Regions from separate parts of the Danio rerio genome. Here region 2 is linked to region 1. The links are chromatin contacts, called in public Hi-C maps. All regions are on one chromosome and are shown on one strand. The core of a region is the stretch at or near the end of the contact, and the rest is flanking DNA. Distances in the headings are between cores, read along the strand shown. Region 1 holds the start of cdca3 (cell division cycle associated 3). Region 2 holds the start of tpi1b (triosephosphate isomerase 1b).

What was found. A called contact is a pair of places that touch in the nucleus more often than the background predicts.
Region 2: a contact with region 1 is called in a Hi-C map of an unstated tissue, with 2.6 times the contacts expected there. The contact joins the promoter of tpi1b here to the promoter of cdca3 in region 1. A contact is called at or near these places in 3 of 18 Hi-C or Micro-C datasets (caudal fin, hematopoietic stem cells and an unstated tissue).

Annotation. Positions count from the first base shown.
Region 1 is chr16:12,409,382-12,413,432 of GRCz12tu, reverse strand. It overlaps cdca3 (cell division cycle associated 3), which reads left to right and starts at 2,672. Exons shown (of 7, transcript NM_001045049.1): 1 at 2,672-2,843; 2 at 3,041-3,198; 3 at 3,355-3,457; 4 at 3,790-4,051. The coding sequence starts at 3,055.
Region 2 is chr16:12,587,064-12,591,087 of GRCz12tu, reverse strand. It overlaps tpi1b (triosephosphate isomerase 1b), which reads right to left and starts at 2,364. Exons shown (of 7, transcript NM_153668.4): 1 at 2,129-2,364. The coding sequence starts at 2,240. It overlaps LOC137488009 (U7 small nuclear RNA), which reads left to right and starts at 3,883; the gene lies at 3,883-3,936.

The sequences.
Region 1 (4,051 bases), core at 1,423-3,922:
TATATATATATATATATATATATATATATATATATATATATATATATATATATATATATATATATATATATATATATATATATATATATATATATATATATATATATATATATATACATACATATATATATATATATATATATATATATATATATATATATATATATATATATATATATATACATATACAGTGATTTTCCCAGAAATGGGTTGCGGCTGAAAGGGCATCTGCTGCGTAAAAACTTGCTGGATAAGTTGGCGGTTCATTCCGCTGTGGCGACCCCGGATTAATAAAGGGACTAAGCCGACTAAAAAATTAATGAATGAATGAATAAACAGTGCTCAGCATATATCAGTACACCCCTCACAAATGTATCTTTTGAATGAATATGTTCTATAGCAGTGTTTCTCAATTGTTGGGTCGCGACCCAAAAGTGGGTTGCGGAAACATTTTCAGTCGCGGAGTGTGTGGTAAAAAAACAAGAACAAAACTTTCATTTTTAACTTTTGACTTTTATACGACCATGAAAATGTATGGTATGGATTTACATATATTGACGACAAAAAAGACTTAAAGCCTTATTGTGTCCTTAGTAGCGAGGTGCTCTCACAAGATAGCACGAAACCTTCTAGATTAAAACGACATTTAGAAACCAGAAAACATGTTTTATTAACAGTTCAGTTTAGTTCATGGTAGCTGAACCTATCCTTACCCTAACCACTGTTTACAGTATTTGCGTTTTTACTTTGTAATATTTCTATAATTTGATACATTTTGTTAAATGACAGCAATAAAATATCATTTATTTGTAAGTCTTGGCGATTTTCTTATGATTTATCTGTCACTACTTGTGTATGTTAACAAATAAATACTAATTAATTGTAATTCCTAAAATTGTATTATAGTTCCTAAAAATTTGGGTCGCGGCTTGATGACCATGTAAAAATGTGGGTCCCATGGCCAAACCAGTTGAGAACCACTGATTTATAGTAAGCTTTACAATATTATGTTTGTGCATTTACATTAGATCAGTCAGTACTGAAGCCAAATCTGGAGCTAGTCTAATGAAATAACTTGCGATAACAGTCACAAAATCCGTAGCCAAATGTATATGTTGTTGGGGAAGCATATGAAATTTACATTTTATAAAAGATACATTTTTTATTGAAATTTAATAATTTTTCTGCAATATTTCACTTGAATTTAAGTGTATAAACATGTCTATTTGTGAAGATGTTCTCTGACTATTATTTTAATCAATATATAGATTTAATAAATCTGTTTTGTTCAAATGCACCAAAACATATTACCTATATTCACTGATAGAGGTAAAGTTGGTTTTATATTTGCACATTTGTTCATTTAGAAGTCTCTATATTGTTTACCATGTTGCTTTGAATATTCAATCAAAATAAGCATGCAAGTGTGACTTGAAAACAACATTAACACTGTTTATTTGACTGTGAAAAATGTTGTACTTTGATAGTCATTGGCTGCTAATATGATTTTGCTATGTAGAGTTTGCAAATATAACTTTTATGAAATGATATTATTAGTGGGAAAGTCTAAATGTGTGAATATAAAAACAACTATACCTCTATTATTCACTGAAACATTTCTGAGAGTCATTTTCAAAATGGGGTGTACTCATTTATGCTGAGCACTTATTTTTATTTCATTTTTATTTTGCAATTTATTTTCTTTTTTCTTTGCGCTTTCACAATAAAAGATTTTTTAAAAGGTGTTAAAGTAGAAACTTTTATATCCATGACTTTTTAGCATTAAGTGTCGTGTTTGGTGCAAAAACAAATTCCTGAACATCTTGAAATTAAGATGCATTAATTTGAAATGCAAAATGAACAAATTAAAGAATTTAAAAAAGTTGCTTATAATTGACTCACCCATATCATTTAAGATCTTCATTCCTAAATAATTCTTTAAGCTTTGTTTTCTAAGAAAGTGAACAAATAATAAAAAATTTGTGCTTAAAACAAGAACAAATATCGGTCAGTTGGGTATGAAAATTACTGTTTTCATTAGATTTACTTGAATTTCTCCAATGAAATATGTTTTATGTTTGATGTTAAACTTGCTTCATTTTGATACATTTTTACAACAAACAAGACTTTTTTTCCTTGTACCATTTTACAAGTAAATATCTTGATTGAACAATCTGAAGACCTTTGCATTGAAAAACAAGAACAAAAATGTGTTATATAAACATTATTTCCATTGTTATGTGTTTGACTTTGGCAGCAGAGTTCATCAATCTTTATCTACTCGTTTTGTAAAACTATTAAATGCAAAACGTTATATTTTGAAACTTTAAAATGTTGCTAATATTTATGTTCCTGAATATGTAATTTAGAAACGTATATAGTTAGTAAAGTTTGAAGTGTTCTAACTGTGCATTCATAAAATAGATATCTGTTGTTTGAGGGATTCACTAACGAATATCCTTATGCGATTGTGGACAGTTTGAATATAATCAAGAATATTAAAGCGTGACGTCAACAGTCAACACGCGCCTGTATTTCAAATGGCTTAGACACGCCCAAGAAAGTGCATCCACTGTCTTAGCCAATCAGAAACGCTAAGGCGGAAACTCCCGAGTTCGCCTATTGGTCTGTTCAAAAATCGCCGCAAACACGGAACGACCCATTTAAATGCTCCTTATTGTGCAGTCACACGCGCAGAGTTTGAACTGGAAGACGACACAAGGCGTTTCTTTGTTGATTTCTCATTTTTATTTGTTTATATTAAAACGTGAAAGAAACGCCGTCTGATTTGGAGTGGAAGAGAAAAGCATACAGTGGACTGCGGGAAAACATCGAGCATTAAGGTGAGTTTGAGTTTGTTTATTGAAGGACTGCAACGTTATTGTTTTAAAACGCTAACGTTACATTTAAAGATACGTTTCGTGGGTTATTTTATAAGAGTGTTTTGCCATGGTTGTAAATTTTACGACAAGCGAGCTACACGTTGTTCAGGTTAACTTCTTATGCAAGTTATGTTTTAATATGCCATGCCGTTTTTCAGCAGCAAACAGAAACATGGGTGCCAGTGAAAGCAAAATGACCGTGGCATCAACACCAAAGGTAACGTTAGACCCGAGTCAGCGACCCAAAGCAGCGCGTGTGGCGAAACTTGCAGACCCACGTTCACCGTCCTGTGCCATTGACCGCACACCTATACAGGTACCAAAACACTCCTATGTTAATAGTTCCTCTTTTATAGCTGATTTTAATCTCAATAAATTGCTTGCGGGATGTGTTGTAGTTGCTGTTTATATCAGTTTTGTGTGTGTAAACCACAGTAGATCTAAGAATTGGCTTGATTGTGTTTTCCTGTAGGTGGGCGTTACTTACTCTCCTCTCCCTGTGGTGGAGTCAGTTGGGCCTGTGTTTGTTGACCCTCGCTCACCAACCCCGGGCATCACCCGAACGCCAATGAAGGGTACATGTTCTTCATTGTTATGAGCATTACAATGAAACATTTTGAGCATTCTTCGTTTAAAAAGTAAGCTTGTTGTGTGCTCAAGCTGAAAGCTAATTAATATTCACAAGTTAAGTCGGTACTAGTTGAGAAATATTTGTTTTAAAGACATTTAAGTTACTTGGAGTTGACAGTTTGTTTGTTTTTTTAACTTTTCGAGCACTAAGTTAAGCTAAAAAAAGCCTGATGAGGATAACATGATACAATGAGGGTATTTAATAATAAATGCATTCAGAAAGTAATAAGGTTGAAAAAATGAACTCTTTTAGCTGAAACTCTTGTCTGTTTTACAGTGAGCGTCACGTCTCTCGCTCGAAGACTGAGCACGTTCTTCCTCAGTGACATCAAGTCTGGCGACTCTCCCGCGTCTCCTCTTCCTTCAGTCTCCTTCACCAAAACCTCTGGCATGCCTGGTGTAGCTCATCCAAACACCTTCGGCCCCAAAGAGCCTCTGCTGAAAGCCCAGAGCTCGCACACAGACGCCATCTCCACCCCTGTGCTGTCGTCTCCATCTGAGGGCTACGGCTCCATATGCCACAGTCCGTTCGTGTTGAT
Region 2 (4,024 bases), core at 1,115-3,614, 180 kb before region 1:
ATATTAAGCTGAATGATTGCAGTGATTCTCAAAATGTGCCAAAAGCACTGTTGTCATGTTACTAACAAACAGTTTAGAAATTTACTGAACATCAGAGCATTCAGATTAATGACAAGACAATTATATGAAGAAAAGATACAGACATTTCAGAGATAAAGTCATGACTTCTAATGTAGCAATCTATTAAAAGCAACCTAGACTAGGCTTTTGAAAATGTTTATTAATAACAAGCTATCATAATTCCATGATTTTAACAATGTGCACCAAATGTGAATTCTGTATTCTTACAATAGTAAACTAAATCGATTATTAAAACCTGATTTGTTAGTAATTAACTAATAAGGAGCAAAGTAATTTAGTAAGATTTGGTTAGCCATCAAAAGTGTTCATCTTTATGTTGGATTAATGTTAACAGATAGAGCGGCAGTTCTGTGCGCGCAAATGCCTTGTTGATGCCATAGGTCAGAGGAGAATGGCCAGGCTGGTTCCAGCTGATAGAATGGTAACAGCAACTCAAATAAACACTCTTTACAACCGAGGTATGCAGAAGAGCATCTCTGAAAACACAACACGTTGAACCTTGAGGCAGATGGGCTACAGCAGCAGAAGACAACAGCGGGTACCGTGAACTAAGAACAAGAAACTGAGGCTACAATTTGCACAGGCTCACCAAAATTGGATCATTGAAGATTGGAAAAGGTTATCTTATTTCACATCCTTGAACATGACAATGGGTTCACAGTGCTCAAATGGCCTCCACAGTCACCAGAACTCAATCCAATAGAGCACTTTTGGGATGTGGTGGAAAGGGAGATTCGCACTATGGATGTGCAGCCGACAAGTCAGCACCAACTGCATGATGCTATCATGTCAATATGGACCAAAATCTCTGATGAATATTTTCAGTACCTTGTTAAATCTATGCCACAAAGGATTAAGGCACTTCTGAAAGCAAAAAGAGGTCCAACTCAGTACTAGTAAGATGCACCTAATAAGTGTATATGCTGTACATGTTTTTTCTTGTTAACCTTTTTTTTTTGGTATTTTTTCTTACTATTAATTCACATATCAGACTTTACAGTTAATATTATTTTAAGGCTGGTCTTTTCCACTTGGAGGTGCCATTTATACTGTAAAATTATCTTGGGTCAGACTATATTAAACTCACTGTAAAGGGCACACACATATCTGGCTCTTCGTCCCTCTTGATAAAAGGTCAAAGGAAAAGTCTCTCATATGACAGCATACTACAGAAGCCACGAAGTACAGCAAAAAGGCGAAAGATAGCCCGAGATTTGACCGTCTGACCCTTGACCTTTACATGTCAAACGCCTCAGGTTTCAGGTTTTTAGTCCGTGAATGAAACAGACGACGCACAAGCGGCGTGACTTTTGGACTTTTCCCATTCAAAGTCCACAGTTGAGTTATTGACACATATTAACCCTGTCTGGACCCTCAAACAAAACCGTAATAAAAAAAAAATAAAAAAAATCAGGCAGTGATGCGGGTTTTACGTCATAGTGGATAGCGGAAACAGCGCGCGGACGCAAAAGCAGAAATGCGCTAACGTTAATATTGCACTACAGTTTTTGTTTCTCGGTCATATTTAAGGAAATATATTGTATTAATACATAATTTTCTACAAAAAAACTAACGTTAGCATATCAGTCGTGCTGTCATTTGATTTGACAGGCCTCGAACACACAACCTGTGTCTACGTGCTGGAAATCACACACCCATTTCAAGCTTTAACCCTTCAATCACGACACACATTGAACATCATTCATTCATTCACAAAACATTACATTTAATCGACGCATTCACAAACGAATAGTAATTCACATCGACTGCGTTTATAATAGAAACTTTAAATGTTGGACCATTAATACAGAACATCTCAGTCGATAAGGTTGTACGTTATGGATTCACAACAGATCTGTAACATAACATGTAACTATGTTGACGTACAACAAGAAAGAGCCTCTAAATGAGGAGCATGGCAGCTGTCAAAAGTCCCGCGTGAATGTCATCTCAGGGTCATCAGTGCAGTGGGCTGCTCAAGCCCAAAAAGGCCCGTGTTTGCAGTGGCATGTGGTGGAGAGAGGAGGAAACTGAATGATATACGCACCGGTGTCTGGGTTGAGCTTGGCGCTATTCAGTGTATTGGCGAGCTCTTCGATGCTCTTTTTGTCGCCGTTCATTTTCCAGTTTCCACCGACGAAAAACTTCCTGCCAGACATGATTGCAAAGTGTTACGTTCACCAACAAGCGATGAATACAAGGAGGTGAAGAAGGACCTCGGGTTGAAGAGACAGCAAGGAAATACAGTCAGCTGGAGTTTATATAATGTTGGTCTGAAGCTCCGCCCCCGCCGCCTGCTATTGGCTGAAGACAGCACGCCTGAAAGAAGATGCGTGTTCTTTGATCTCAGAGGACAGAGGAGGATTTGCTCTGATCATGACTGTCATTTACTACGAGGCAGCAATCACATACTCACATTTATTAAAAAATACTCACATGCCCAACTTTAATCTTATTCCTCGCTTAATATTGTGATTTATTATAGGGAATACTATTGATTTCTGTTGATAAATGTTATATTTACAATTGCAAGGATTGGGAAATAAACATATGACTTTAACTTTAACAGAAGTTTAAGAAAACTGAAAAACCTAAAACAACTATATTTATGTTTAATTTCAGTCATTCATTCATTTTCCTTCGGCTTAGTCTCTTATCAGGGGTCGCCACAGCAAAATGAACCGCCAACTTTTCTAGCATATGATTTTACACAGCGGATACCCTTCCAGCTGTAACCCAGTACTGGAAAACACCTAACACTCTCATTCACACACATATATACTACAGCCAATTTAGTTCATACAAACCTACGCAAACAAGGGGAGAACATAGAAACTCCACACAGAAATGCCAACTGACCGAGCCGGGACTTGAACCAGCGTTCAACCTTCTTGCTGTAAAGCACAGTGCTAACCACTGAGCCACAGTGACGCCCCGTGTTTCATTTAAGTCGTCTTAAAGTGCCACTGGCTGCATGTAGTCAAAGTCAAAGTCAAAGTCAGCTTTATTGTCAATTCAGCCACATGTACAAGACATACAGAGAATCGAAATTGCGTTACTCTCAGACCCAAGGTGCTTAACATTAATATAAAATATATATATAAAAAATAGTAGAGTTTAAGAAAAAAAGAAAATTTAGAAAATTTACAGTATATGCATTGCACATAAATGTGGTCTAAGAAATATACATATGTAATAAAAAAATTGTAAACAATACAGTGACATTAAGGGCATATAGCAATGAGTGCAAAGTAAACCAGAGTTGTGCAGATAAAAAACAGTATAGTGCAAAAAGAACTTGTAAACATGATAATTCCCATTCATGTTTGTATAAATACATTTACTCATGTAAATGTATAAATAATTAAACAAATAACCAACAAATGTGTTTAAAACAGTTTAATAAACATTATTTCTTTTAACATGTTTATTTGTAGTGTATTATGATGGTGAAATGAAATAATGTTTCAATGTTTTCACACAGGCTATTCTGAGATGTTTAATAAAGCTCGCCTGCAGAGGGCGCCATGTGTGTGGGTGGAATCAATGGGTGGAATTATATGTGCAGTCCCACAATGCATTTCGCTTGTGCCTACGTAAAGATGTTTTCTATCGTTTTAAAATTATTTCTTTAACGCAATTGCATAAACAACGCCGGTATTTATACAAGGAAAACATGTTTAATTGTAAATTGCTATTTGCTTCTTTTTAATATGGGTTTACTTACTCAAGTTTTGTATCACCGTCGTCGAAAAGCACGTCGAAAGTAGTCAGGACGGTTCTTCAGCCTTTGAAACATCGGAAAATTGCTCTTTTAGTATTTGTCTAGCAGGCTTCCTTTAAAAGGAAGCCCACAATTGTGTTCAATGAAAGATTCTAATTAATGAATAGATGATGAAATGAAATGATAATATAATATGAAATGTACGTCGCTCTAGTTCTA